2 separate regions of the Sus scrofa genome follow, and region 1 is linked to region 2. Evidence: chromatin contacts called from public Hi-C data. All regions are on one chromosome and are shown on one strand. Each heading gives the region's core, a stretch centred on a gene start, on an enhancer-like site or on the middle of the called end of the contact. The rest is flanking DNA. Distances are from core to core; before and after follow the strand shown.

Evidence for each region. A called contact is a pair of places that touch in the nucleus more often than the background predicts.
Region 1: a Hi-C map of liver shows a contact between it and region 2, with 4 times the contacts expected there. The contact joins the promoter of PPM1D here to the promoter of BCAS3 in region 2. A contact is called at or near these places in 6 of 47 Hi-C or Micro-C datasets (blood, embryonic fibroblasts, heart right ventricle and 3 more) and 2 of 2 datasets of contacts at active chromatin or transcription factors (alveolar macrophages and skeletal muscle).

What each region holds. Positions count from the first base shown.
Region 1 is chr12:37,531,186-37,538,630 of Sscrofa11.1, reverse strand. It overlaps PPM1D (protein phosphatase 1D), which reads left to right and starts at 2,472. Exons shown (of 6, transcript XM_005669013.3): 1 at 2,472-3,164. The coding sequence starts at 2,693.
Region 2 is chr12:37,473,514-37,480,280 of Sscrofa11.1, reverse strand. BCAS3 (breast carcinoma-amplified sequence 3) reads left to right here and starts at 5,060. Exons shown (of 27, transcript XM_021068161.1): 1 at 5,060-5,197; 2 at 6,606-6,693. The coding sequence starts at 6,623.

The sequences.
Region 1 (7,445 bases), core at 1,223-3,722, 61 kb before region 2:
GCGGCCCTAAAAAGACAAACAAAACAAAACAAAACAAAAAGCATAGTGGAAGCAAATTAGACAGTGAGCCAGGAACAAATGAAGGGGTGTTACAGTATCTTGGTGTTGTGGCAGTTGTCACTAATTTTAAAAGAGCTTAGGTTGAAGTTCCCATTGTGGCACAATGGTTAACGAATCTGACTAGGTACTGTTTAGGGTTCGATCCCTGACCTTGCTCAGTAGGTGAAGGATCCGGCGTTTGCTGTGGCTGTGGTGTAGGCCGGTGGCTACAGCTCCAATTCGACTCCTAGCCTGGGAACCTCCATATGCCGAGGGAGCGGTCCAAGAAATGGCAAAAAGAAAAAAAAAAGGGAGAGAGAGCTTAGATTTTTGAAGGAGGAAGGAAGGGAAATGATTTGTAGGCAATATGAGACGGTTCGAAGATAAGAATATCTGTTGAGAGGAAAAATAATCTACTTGAAAAGTTGTAAGGGAGGTAGTTTTGCTAGGCAATCAACCAGTTTTCGGTTGGAACAGGAAGCTGATGGGAACATTTAGAGAAGAGTGAAAAACAAAGAGGAAATGGCTGATAACAGATGTTGAAACCTAAAGGGTGGAGAGAAATGGTTAGGATGACTGGTGAAGAGCAGGGTACTGAATCAAGAGAGTAGCATGGAGATGCTAATCAGGGTAATGATGGATGACCCTGAGGCTACTGATTGTGACTGAGGGAAAAGGATTATAGAGAATGAAGTAATGATCCCTTTGTAATCTCTACAAGGGGAAGGGAAGTTGGGTAAACTATTTAAGAGGAATAATATAGAGCTACATAAACTGTTCTTTTTGGCAGGTCTTGTGTTATGGAGATTATTGGATTAGAATTGCTAATATTTCACCTTTTTTTGCATTTAGTATAAAATGTTGTCTATAGATTTCCTTCTAGTGTTATAATTACTAGGTTTTGATAACAGGATTATGATCACCTTTCAAAACAAGCTGGGATTTTTTCCAAGTGTTTTTACACTCTGGAACCATCTGGTCTGGTGCATTTTAACATAGGGCTTATCTTTGATTACATTTTTAATTTAATGGATCTATTCAGATTTTCTCCATTTCGGGGTGATTTTACTTCTTTTATTGGGAGGATTTTTTTTCTAGTTGTATTTCTTGTGCCAGATGTCAAAAAAATGAGCATGGAGTTCCCCTCCTGGCGCAGTGGTTAACGAATCTGACTAGGAACCATGAGGTTGCAGGTTCGGTCCCTGCCCTTGCTCATTGGGTTAACGATCTGGCCTTGCGTGAGCTGTGGTGTAGGTTGTAGACGCGGCTCAGATCCTGCGTTGCTGTGGCTCTGGCGTAGGCTGGTGGCTACGGCTCCGATTAGACCCCTAGCCTGGGAACCTCCATATGCCGTGGGAGCGGCCCAAGAAATAGCAAAAAGACAAAAAAAAAAAAAAAGAGAGAGAGCAGTTTTTTTCCCTATTCCCAGTTCAGTACCAGGAGCATTTCATTTGGAAATTTCTAAGGCTGTACAGGAAGGGGCACACAGGAGAGGTGATGGTGAAGTGGCCGAAAACTGAAAAAGTGAACTTTAATTTGACTCACAGGAACATTTGCTGTTGATAACAAACTGACCTGCCAACTCTGAGGCTTATTTTAATGCCGTCGAAATCCGGGCAAAGGTTTTAGGGCTTAGATTGCAACCCATGGGAGAAGAGGAGAGACGATAACCAAGGTCTTGGAGCACTCGAGCGCTGGGCAGTTTTTGTAACCTATTTTCAAGTGGTCTGTTCAAGTGATTCCGCCGAAGGACTAAAATGCTGCATCCAGGGCTCATCGGGGAAAGTACTACTTTTAGCAAAAGCTGAAAAGAACTTAAAACATAAGCCGTTTAAGTGTCCGACATACCTAGTTTATGTGAAACGAGACCGTGCAGCCAATGGTGGAAATTTCCCGTGTTTTCTTAACACAAAGTGGATTTCCTTTCACAACTCCCAGTCGGATCCATCCCACCCAAGTCCAGTTCGACAGTGCCACGCTTTTCCCAGCCTATTCACAAACCACCTTCCAAACTGAGGTTTCCCGCCACTTCAAGAAATGGAAGGTTTTTCTCTCTAGATTCTTCACACTCGTGCGAGGCCCGAGCCTACACGGCTTTTCCCACCAGGCAAGCAACGCAACGCCCTGGGCAGCAGGCTGCAATTCGACCGCGGGGACGGAGCAAAAAGGTGACAGAGAAGGCGCTAGATAAGCGTTTAGCACCCGCCGAAAAGCCGGAGGACGAAACCGCCCACTGCAAAGCGAAAGCCAGCCGGGTAGCGCGCTGGCTTCGCGCCCGCGCAGGGAGGAGGGAGTGCGGCCGTTGTAGGGAGAAGGGAGGGGCGGAGGGCGTGTTCGCCCCCAACTCGACTCCGGATTGGTCGGCCCCAGAGAGCCGAGTGACGTCAGCCGGGGAGAACGTCCGATTTGTGTGGTGGGCGCGGGCAGGCGGGGGAGGCGCATTGCGCAGGCGCAGCTGCTAGGCTCCGCTTGCCCGGGCGCTCCGGCCCAGCTCTCGCGGACAAGTCCCGACATCGCGCCCCCCCACCTCCGGGACCGCCCCCTCCCCCTTCTCGGCGTCGTCGAAGATAAACAATAGTTGGCCGGCTAGCGCCGAGTGTCTCCCGCCGCTCGGCGGGCTGCGTGGGACCGGCGGGATCTCGGCCAGCCGGCCATGGCGGGGCTGTACTCACTGGGAGTGAGCGTCTTCTCCGACCAGGGCGGGAGGAAGTACATGGAGGACGTTACTCAGATCGTGGTGGAGCCCGAGCCGACAACTGAAGAAAAGCCCTCGCCGCGGCGGTCGCTTTCTCAGCCGTCGCCCCCGCAGCGGACACCGCCGGCCCTTCCTGGAGGCGAAGTCTCGGGGAAAGGCCCAGCGGTGGCAGCCCGAGAAGCTCGCGACGCTCCGCCGGACGCCGGGGCCTCGCCAGCTCCCGGCCGCTGCTGCCGCCGCCGTTCCTCGGTGGCCTTTTTCGCCGTGTGCGACGGGCACGGCGGGCGGGAGGCGGCACAGTTTGCCCGGGAGCACTTGTGGGGTTTCATCAAAAAACAGAAGGGCTTCACCTCGTCCGAGCCGGCGAAGGTGTGCGCTGCCATCCGCAAGGGCTTCCTTGCTTGTCACCTCGCCATGTGGAAGAAATTGGGTAAGTTCCCCGGCTTATTTGGCGCCCGCCTCTTTTTCAGGAGACTGTAGCGCCAGGTTGGGGGCCGTAGCTGCAGCACTGCAGGTCCCCACAACGAGAGCGCTCTCAGTGTCCATCGGTGGGAGTGAAGACTCTTCTAGGTGGAGGTCCGGGCAAACAAAGTAGCTTTGGGCAGGACAGGATTACTGTCTCTGTGCAAACGCTCCACGTTTTATTTACACCCCCCATCCCCGCCAAGGATCAGTGGGGGAGCGGTCCTCTCCCTTCGCGATTTCACTTTGGTGGCGGCCAGCGAAAACATGTTTGAAACCTGGCGCCAGATTTGGCCAAAAGATTCATTGAAGACACGGTGCTGCCTGAAACACGCAAAGGAAGCGGGAGATGGCAAAAATTAGAGCGTTTCCTTCGAATTTGTCACAATTTTGCTTTTGAAAGACTCGGTTGTCTCCTACGGGCGGTGTCAGTCCTCCAAAATTGACCCCTGGTGGCTGGTAGTTAGAGTAAACTGTTAGGCTAACAAGTTATCCGGCGACCTAAAGGCTTGGAAGGAATTTCGTGTGTGTGGTGGTCATCAAGTGTTTCTAGGATCTTTATGCTTGTACTGCTCATGAAAACCAGCGCCGAATGCATTCTTACCGCCTAAATTGATCCTACGTTAAGAATACGTGTTAAATTCAGCTAGGGCTTTTTTAAAGTGCACTTTTTTTTTTTTTTTGCTGAAGTTGCTATTAGCTAATTGCTGTCAGATAGTTCTCAGCAGTTCCTAGTTAAAAGTTCTTTGTAGCTAAATTGTAGCTGCTCGTCAAAGTAGCAAGAGATAAGGAATTGCTGATATGCTAAAAGGAATTAGAGACCTTAATTTCTAAAAGTTTGGTTTAGTTGCAGTTTCATCTAAGCCTTAAATGTTTTCTAAAGCAGCCATTGTTTCTGTACCTAACATAAGTTGAGTTATAGTTGCTTACCCATTGCTGTGAATGAATGGCATAAATTATTTTTTAGAGGAAAAAATGATACTGTGTGTCATTAAAAAAAATCCTCTTGTTTATATGGTGGCATAGTGTTGCTTTATTTCCAGAAGAGAGACATAGAGTGTAAAGATTGGTCAAATACAAAACATTTTTAAAAAGGTATTCTGATGGAGTTGTAGACTAGGCTCTTTCAGAGTCTGTTTTCTATTTGCCTGGCTTTCTGCCAAGAATTATTTGATTGACTCATAGCATAACCAGTCCGCCTGTGGGAGGCTGTTTTCCATCCAATCCCAGAGGTCCCTATTATGGATTTGTTTTGTTTTTGTGTAGGCAGAGCAGAGCTGAAAGCACTGCAGTATATTCCAGAAATATGTCATTTCATTGCTTGCAGGGCAAGTAGGAGGGACAGCAAGACAAGATAGAGGAAGATTAGACACAAAGTACTACTTGGAATTCTGTTTATTTTGCAGTACAGTTGAAACAGCATGAATTTGCCACATGTTTTCACCAAAAGGATCCAAGTATAAACCCTTTTACTTGAGCATTTTTTAATAAAGCAGAAACCATGCTTTATTAATGAATGTCTGTGTTTTATTTATTTATTTATTTATTTTTGAATGTGTATTTTTTTTTAACATAATTCTTGTGCCAAGATTTCACTCCTTTGAGGCATGGGTTTAGAGCCTTATGCACCAAATGTTAAAGTTTGCTTTGTTCCACAGTTAATCTCATACTCTATCCGCAAAACTTGAATTAAGGAAAAAGAGTACGCTGAGTATATGGAAGTCCTGACAAAGGAAACTTCCTATGTCAAGTTTCCACTTTTGTAGTTCTCATTGGGTTATAGTAGTGTTTCTCAAACTTTTTGCTCTCGTAAATTTGTACTGAAAGGACTTAGAACCCTAAAGAGCTTTTGTTTGTGTGGGCTATATCTATCATATTTACTGTATGAGAAGTTAAAAATTGAGAAATTAAAGTTATTAATCTATTAAAAATAAACATATATGTTGACATATTTTTAAGTGAAAAATTACTTTTTTCCCCCAAATAAGAAAATTTGAAATAAATATTCTCATACCTGTTTCTGCATTCATTCACTCTCTTATGCTGTGTTGTCTGGTGACGTATGTAAGTGAAAAGGCAGACTTGCAAACGTATGTAGTAGGAAAAGGGAGGAATTGTTTGTATTTTCAGATGATTGTGATATTCCATACCAAATTGGTAGCTTCTTAAGGTTACTCAAAATAGAATCTGAAACCTTATCCATTGAACTTCTGCATTTTGACATTAAGAGCCATTGGTCTCTTGCACCTTGAATCAGTCTTTTACCCAGTTGTGATTTTGTGACATGGTGCCATTCATTAGGAATTTGGAAAATAATGGTTCACTGAATTATGCATATCTTTCAAGTATAGATGCATTTTATTTTATTTTTTTAATTATTATTATTATTATTTTTTGTCTTTTTGTCTCATCTAGGGCTGCACCTGACGCATATGGAGATTCCCAGGCTAGGGGTCTAATCGGAGCTGTAGCCACCAGCCTACACCAGAGCAACACCAGATCCGAGCCCAGGCTACGACCTACACCACAGCTCATGGCAACCCCAGATCCTTAACCCACTGAGCAGGCCAGGGGTCAAACTCACAATCCCGAGGTTCCTAGTTGGATTCATTAACCACTGAGCCACGGCGGGAACTCCTGATGCATTTATCATATGATATTAAAGCATCACATTTGTTAATATCACTGATCTCATCAGAAATTTAAGACTAGGAAGCTATCAAGTTCATCGTAGTGGATATACAAAGTCTTAAATATGAGGGCTTTTTTTGGCCTCCAGCATATGGAAGTTCCTGGGGCAGGGATCAATTCTGAGCTGCAGCCTACGCTGCAGCTGCAGCAACACTGCATCCTTAACCTACTGTGCCACAGCAGGAATTCCTAAAATGTGAGGTTTTTTTTTTTTTTTTCTTTTTTGGCCACCCTGTGGCAGTGCCTGATCTTTTACCCCACTGTGCTGGGCCAGGGATCAAACCTGTGTGCTGGCATTGCAGAAATGCCACCAATCCCATTTCGCCTCTGTAGGAACTCCTAAAATATGAGTTCTTAAGAGGCAGAAATTTGTCACTTAGCAATAAATACTGTCAGTTGCTTTTCTTGAAGTGAAAAGCACTTTGTTTTGAAGAAAATGTACAAAATGCCAAAGTTTTTTTTTTTTTTTTGTCTTTTTGTCTTTTCTAGGGCCGCTTCCACGGCATATGGAGATTCCCAGGCTAGGGGTCGAATCAGAGCCATAGCCACTGGCCCACGCCACAGCCACAGCAACGCTGGATCCGAGTCACGTCTGCAGCCTACACCACAGCTCACTGCAATGCTGGATCATTAACTCACTGAGCAAGGCCAGGGATAGAACCCGCAACCTCATAGTTCCTAGTCGGATTCCTTAACCACTGTGCCACAATGGGAACTCCCAAAATGCCAAAGTTTATTAACACATTTTATCAGTCCTTCAAGTAAAAATGATGGTCTGTGAAGAATGTGGCTAGTTCATTTCATAACTTGCATAATCACAAGTGCTTTTCACTTTTTCTCTAGACAGCCATAGCATGCAACAGAAGTGTTTATGCATGCTTCCCTTTTTGTCATACAGGATGTTAAAAAGACATGGGTGGAAGTTTAAAATAAAGTTAACTTATTGCATCATCAAAGGACATTCTGGAGTTTTTTGGGGGTCACTCCCGTGGCATGTGGAAGTTCCTGGGCCAGTGGTCGAACTCTTTTGTGCCACAGCAGCAAATAGCAGTGACAATGCCAGATCCTTAACTGGCTGAATCACCAGGGAACTCCATCAAGGACATTCTTTTATTTTTAAAAATTTTTTGTCTTTTTGTCATCTAGGGCTGCATCTGAGGCATATGGAGGTTCAGAACTGTAGCCGCTGGCCTACACCAGAGCCACAGCAATGGGGGATCGAGCCGAATCTGCCACCTGCACCACAGCTCATGGCAATGCCAGATCCTCAACCCACTGAGCGATGCCAGGGGTCGAACCCACGTCTTCATGGATGCTGGTCAGGTTCACTAACCACTGAGCCACCATGGGAACTCCTCAAGGACATTCTTAATTGAAACTTGTTTGTCTTTTTTCTTTTCTTTCCTTCTTTTTTCCTTTAAAAAAAACTCTTAAGTGGGTAACTGTGGCGAAATACAGTGACTTTTAGTTTGCTTTGACAACTGCTGAGGCACCAGCAGTTTTACTAACCACTGCTTTTTTTTTTTTTTTTTGGTCTTTTTAGGGCTGCACCTGAGGC
Region 2 (6,767 bases), core at 3,811-6,310:
ACAGTTTCTTGCAAGGCCAATTTTTTAATATTGCTTAAAGCACCAGATAATCTTTGTCATCTAGGTATTGGCATCTGTTAATTTTTTTTTCCAGGTGAAGTGGAATTTTCCTGGTTCTTTGTACACCGTGTAATTTTGGATTATATCCTAGACATCTGAATAATGTGACACTCTTGATGAGCTCTTCGGGGGAATCACTGATAGTTTTAATAGGCAATCAATCTGGCTAATTGCATGCTTCATGTTCCAACCCACCTTCTGTGGGCTGTGGTTTCAATGTCATTTCATTTCCTGGGAAACCTCTGCCATTGTATAATTTGATCTGCCCCTTGTGTGCATCACCCAGTGGAGCCTGGGACCTGGGCAGTGATCTATCTGCCAGTTAAGTTCTTAGTCTTTGACTTGCTGATTAGGATCTGATCCATGCATAATGTACTCAGTGGAGTCACTTTCCTGAGCTCCTCCCTCTATACAGTCTCCCCAGTACTCTTTCTTTGGGGTTCCTCTTTTCAGGCAGAAAGCTGGGGTGTCAAGAACCATGGAGTGCTACCACTGTGCCTGCATTTGGGGCTAAATGGCTTATCATCTTTGAGTCTTGGTCCTCGCCTGTAAAATGTAGATAATAATACTACAATGACTGCCATATAGAGCTCAATAATGTTACCTAATATTAAAATTTTACCCTCTCAAAACTGTTACTGCAGATTCAATTTTAAATGTTACCTAATAGTCTTACTCATTTTTTTAACTTCTTCCCTTTTTTTGGCCTTGCCCATGGCACATGAAGTTCCTGGGCCAGGGATTGAACCTGCTTCACAACAGTGACTCGAGCCATAGCAGTGTCTTTTTAGGGCCACAGCATATGGAAGTTCCTGCCATGAACTCCAGCCACAGATTCCCACCACAGATCCTTTATTTTTATTTTATTTTTCTGCTTTTTTTTTTTTGGTCTTTTTATAGCCACTCCCATGGCATATGGAGTTCCCAGGCTAGGGGTCGAATCAGAGCCGTAGCTGCTGGCCTACGCCAGAGCCACAGCAATGTCAGATCCAAGCTGTGTCTGCAAACTACACCGCAGCTCACGGCAATGCCAGATCCTTAACCCACTGATCAAGGCCAGGCATTGAACCCCCAACCTCATCGTTCCTAGTAGGGTTTGTTTCCGCTGCACCACGACGGGAACTCCCCTTATTTTTTTGCTTTTTAAGGCTGCATCGGGAGTTCCGACCAGGAACCATGAGGTTTCGGGTTCGATCCCTGGCCTTGCTCACTGGGTTAAGGATCCGGCGTTGCCGTCTGTGATGTAGGTTGAAGATGCAGATGGGTTCTGGCATTGCTGTGGCTGTGGAGTAGGCCAGCGGCCACAACTCCAATTCAACCCCTAGCCTGGGAAACTCCATGCGCCATATGCCGTGGGTGCGGCCCTGAAAGTTCAAAAGACAAAAAAAAAAAAAAAAAAAAAAAAAAGGCTGCACCCAAGGCAAATGGAGTCTCCCAGGCTAGGGGTTGAATCTGAATCTGAGCTGTAGCCACTGGCCTACAGCATGGCCAAAGCAACGCCAGATCTGAGCCGCGTGATCATGAGCCACAGCTCCTGGCAACGCAGATCCTTAACCCACTAAGTGAGGCCAGGAATCAAACCTGCAGAATATTAATTCAGGTAGTCAGTGTAGGAGCATGAGCTTCCACACATTCTTTGATATGGCCATTGATTAACATTTGTGGCTTAAGGGCTCCAGGGAGTAACATCCCCACAGGCCTTGTTTACTGTAGGGAGTGTACCTATGCCCAGATGCACATTAATCCCTAATCTCCTGTGACTCAGTTTATGGGAAGAAAAGGGCAAAGAATTTATGAGACTTATGGAATATTTTCACCCCTAAGACCCTATTGGACAAAGACTGATATGGGTAATTGAGCAAGGCCAATAGGAGAAAACCACATCTTTCTGGACCCCATGCTGGTGCCCCCCATCTTTTTCTTTTTTTTTTTTTTTGTCTTTTAAGGGCCTCACCCGCAGCATATGGAGGTTCCCAGGCTAGGGGTCTAATCTGAACTATAGCTGCCAGCCTACACCACAGCAACGCCAGATCCTCAACCCATTGAGTAAGGCCAGGGATTGAACCCGCAACCTCATAGTTCCTAGTCAGATTTGTTTCTGTTGCACAACGACGGGAATGCCTTCCTTTTTTTTTTTTTTTTTGGCTTCACCCTTGGCATGTAGATGTCCCCAGGCCAGGGAATGAACCCAAGCCACAGTGGCGACAGCACTGGATCCTTAGCCCAATACATCACAAGAGAACTCCTCTTTATTTTTCCTTATGCTTGACTGAAAATTGAAATATTAAAGTTCTGGGAGTTCCCTCCAGGCTCAGTTCATCATGATTCTAAGTGAAATCAAATTATTTTATCACTGCTTAAATCATGTGATTATTGTTCCAGTGTTTTGGGGGCCAAAACAAGTGAGGCAATGGCTTGTTTGAGGCTAAAAAAAGAATCCTAATCCTACCAAACAAAAAGAAAATATCTTGACCTTGACATTTGGTTTGCATATGTACAGTTCCCTGACAATTCTCTGGGAAATTCTTCGTTGTTTTTGATTTGCAGGGCCTTGGGAGGGGCAATTTTAGTCATTTGAGATTTATTACAATGGGCTATTGTAGCAACTGGAAGAACACGGGACTCTGGCTTGAAATCACTCTTACACTGAAAATGATTTTCCTAGCTGGGATTGCTCAGTCCCCAGAATAGATTGTTGAAGTTTCCCCAAGTTCCAATACTCTGAAATGACTCAGGAGCTGGCAAAATGTATTAAGCATGAGTGGGAAATGCTCACCACAAATTCTACTTTATTCTCTATTTGCAGGCTCATGAGAGATTTGAACATCTTTGTGGAGAAAAAGGAGTAATTAGAAATAGTTGATTAATTCATACTTAGAAGTAGTTAATTTAAAGAAATTTCTAATTGGTTCTAGGAATTTAAAATTTATTTACACCTCGTAACATTATCTTATGAGGCTCATAACATTCTTTCCACAATTCACAAAGGATGAAATCCGGGCAGAGAAATTCACTTCCAGTAAAAAAAAATGCATAACTTCAACGGGGTTCATCCTATCTGTAAATGTTGTCACTCATTTGCTCAAGCCCAAATTACAGGCATCATTCTGAATTCTCTTTTCCTTCCTTCCTTTCTTTTTTTGCTTTTTAGGGCCGCAACTGTGGCATCAGTTCCCAGGCTAAGGGTTGAATTGGAGTTACAGCTTCTGGCCTATGCCACAGTCACAGCAACGTGGGATCCTTTTTTTCTGTTTGCTTGTTTTGTCCTTTGTCTTTTTAGGGCTGCAGCCGTGGCATATGGAAGTTCCCAGGCTAGGGGGTGAATCAGAGCTGTAGCTGCTGGCCTATGCTGCAGCCACAGCCATAGCAATTCAGGATTCGAACCCCCAACCTCATGGTTCCTAGTCAGATTTGTTCCCACTGCACCACGATGGGAACACCCTAATAATTCTTCTTCAAAATTCATTCCTTTTTAGGGCCTATATACTTGTGTCTTTTGTCTAGACTACTTTTCCCTTAGAGTAGCTTTCTCATTTCCTTAATTGAATTCTTTGTTCAAATGTCACCTCCTGATCACAACACCTAAAATAAGCCATCTCCTATCTCTATTTATATCCATTTTTTATAGCATTTTACACAACTTCAATGTGTTTATTGAAGTTTATTTATAACAAACTTCTGTGAGTTTATTTCTGTTTTCCTGGAGTTCCCGTGGAGGCTCAGTGGTTAACGAATCCGACTAGGAACCATGAGGTTGCGGGTTCGACCCCTGGCCTTGCTCAGTGGGTTAAGGATCCGGTGTTGCTGTGAGCTGTGGTGTAGGTCACAGACTCTGCTCTAGTCTCATGTTGTTGCTGTGGTGAAGGCCATCAGCTACAGCTGTGATTTGACCCTTAGCCTGACCATATGTCCTGGGTGCAGCCCTAAAAACTCAAAAAAAAAAAAAAAAAAAAAAAAGACGAAAAAATCTCCACAGTTCTGGGAATTTGTGTTGTGGAAAAAGACGAATGTTCAAAATCTTTTATTAGCCAATGTGCAAACATTAGCCTGATAAATATCACTTAGGGTGTCCTTTTTATTGGCACTAATTGAGCGTCACAAGCAAACGGGTGGCTTCTTGGCTAGGTCTCTGTCTGTCTCTCCAGCACTTGGTTAACTGCATATTTCCGGTGAGGTGTCTTTACTAAACTTTCACCTCCTCCACTCTGCTAAAAATTAAAAAAAAAATTCTACTGTTGTATCAGCCACTTTGTTACAAACTCCGTGCCTATTAATAAGCCATATTCTCACGGGATTGTCATGAGTGTTAAACTTGATAGTACTCATGAAGTGCCTAGGACTGTACTGAGTGTTCCTTCAATAAAACAGTAAATATATCTGATGGAAAGACACCATGGAAATCTCAATCTGTTCCTTACGGGAAGTATAAACAGGTAAGGAAGAGGTCAGGCGTGGTCCACAAACCTAAGTCAAATTGATAATACCCTCCTCACCCCTCATTCAGATCACCACCTAGGCTCCAGGGCTGCCCACCAGCGCAAATAAGCCTAGGCTCCCGGAAGGTAAACACATCGAGAAGGGCGGGGCAGAAGGCGGGTTCGGGATGGGTGAGTGGCCCGCTAACAGTGATTGGCAGCTGCCATGTCCACGTGCTTTGAGCTCCGAACCAGCTGTCGCGAGAATTCGATGTAAACAGACCGGTTCTCCAGTGGTCCGACTCCCAGCCTGAGACGCCCAAGTGAGGTGCACAGGCTTTTGCAGCATGATACTGTCTCACGAAGCTACGGAGGTTCTATGTGCAAAGGAAAAGAGACATGTTAGTCACTCCTCCACACCTGCCTGCGTTCGCAACCGAACCTGACACCTCGGCTTCACCCGAACTTACATACTGTTTTGTTTTCCCTCGAGCCCCAGCGGATTGGATCAATTCAGGAGGCGGGCCCGCCTCTTTTCTACTTGCTGGTTGGCGAAGCTGACCTCTGAGGGCGGTGCCCGGCAGCGAACAGTTTGCTTCTGGGATTGGCTAGAAAGGTAGTTCCGCTGAGGCGTGGTAGGAAGTGGTAACCGTCAATCACGAAGGGAGACTCCAAACAGTGAGCCTTGAGCTGGAGAACAGCGTTTACCGGCGGGGCGGCCGGTGAGAGGGCTGGCGGTGCTGTGGCTTTGGGGAGGCTGGGCGAGGACGAGGGACTAGCTGCGTGAGGGGAGAGGGCTTGGCTGGCAGGAATTCGACGAGGGGGATCTGTGGAGATCGGAGGGGGAGGGGAGGAAGGGCAAGGGGCCAGAGGGCGGCCAGGGGCAGCGGTGGCTCAGCGTTGGAGGTTAAGTGGGTAGCGCCGTGCTGGTTGTCTTTCAGGAGAGTGGGATCTGAGGGGCTGGCGAGGGTCTTCCTCAGGAGACAGGGCCCTTGAGGACTGTTCTTGGGAGGCTGTGTTTCGAGAAATAAAGGGAGGAATGGAAATGAGAGAGCTGAGGGACTGGAGGTGAAGGTATCCACTGGGGAAATGGGTACCTGGGCTAGTTGGGGCGAAGGGTGTTTTGGTTGTGGCAGATGGGACTCATCAATGTGCGAGTTTTCAGATAAGGTGATAGAATGCTCCCTGCTTAAAAGAGATGGTTTTAGGGGCTTTCAAGATTAATTCCAGGCTGTGGGCTTTCTTTCCTGAACCATGTAAGAGATCTGTCTCTTTTAACCTTAATCAAGCACATTCCATGCTTTTAAAATCTCCCCAGTGATTCAGGTGCTTTTTAGACATTCGAGGGTCAGGGTTCAATGACGTGACTGGAAAGGATAAGGGGCTTCTAATATAAGTTATTGTTGCTTATTTAGACAATGATGATTAGGTTACAGTAGTGGGGGTGGGGGATGGGGGTTTTAACAAATGGGATTTCAAACATCTTGTTAAATTGTGATCATGCAGTCTTTTTTTGAGTGCATATAATTGAGTTTCAGGTGTACATATATATATGAGTTTCAGGTGTACAACACAATGATTTGAAAGTTGTATATATTGTGAAATGACCACCACAGTAAGACTAGTTCACATCCATCACAATACATGTTAAAATACACAGTCTTATTCATAGAGTCCCCACAGTCTTAGTTGGAGGTATTACCTCATTGTTCCATTTGGTCTTAAAATAGTGTACCAGGTATATTTTCATTGTTCTCAATGGAAGATTTCAGTAAATTCTTTAATTTTGGCTCACAAAGGTAGCACATTTGTTTTTATAAAGTGATCCTGTGCTGGGCTTTGCATCCCTTCCTAGTTTATATTAACAGGGGATCACAGGGTCCTGCAAGAGTCTTAAGTAGTTTTGTGGTTCTTGTCGTGGTCCAAATAAGAAAACCTCAAGAAATCTTTTATCTTACTTTTTCCTCTTCTGCCCTCCCCTCTTTCAGGTGTAATAGGAATTGTTGGGGAATTTTCCTATATTGTAGGTATTTTTGGCAAGGGATCTCTAGCAAGCAGCCCTAAATCTTCCTCCTTACCCCCCCCAATGACAATAATCTGTTTTTTTCTGTCTTTTTGTTCTGGAAACAGGTTTTGTGAATGAAGCAATGGCTACAGATTCCCCCAGAAGACCCAGTCGATGTACTGGTGGAGTGGTGGTGCGCCCTCAGGCTGTCACGTAAGCAAGTTTCAGATAAGCCTAATAAATGAAGGAGTGGTAACTTTCAGGTTTCCTTTGTGAGCAGTGCTTAC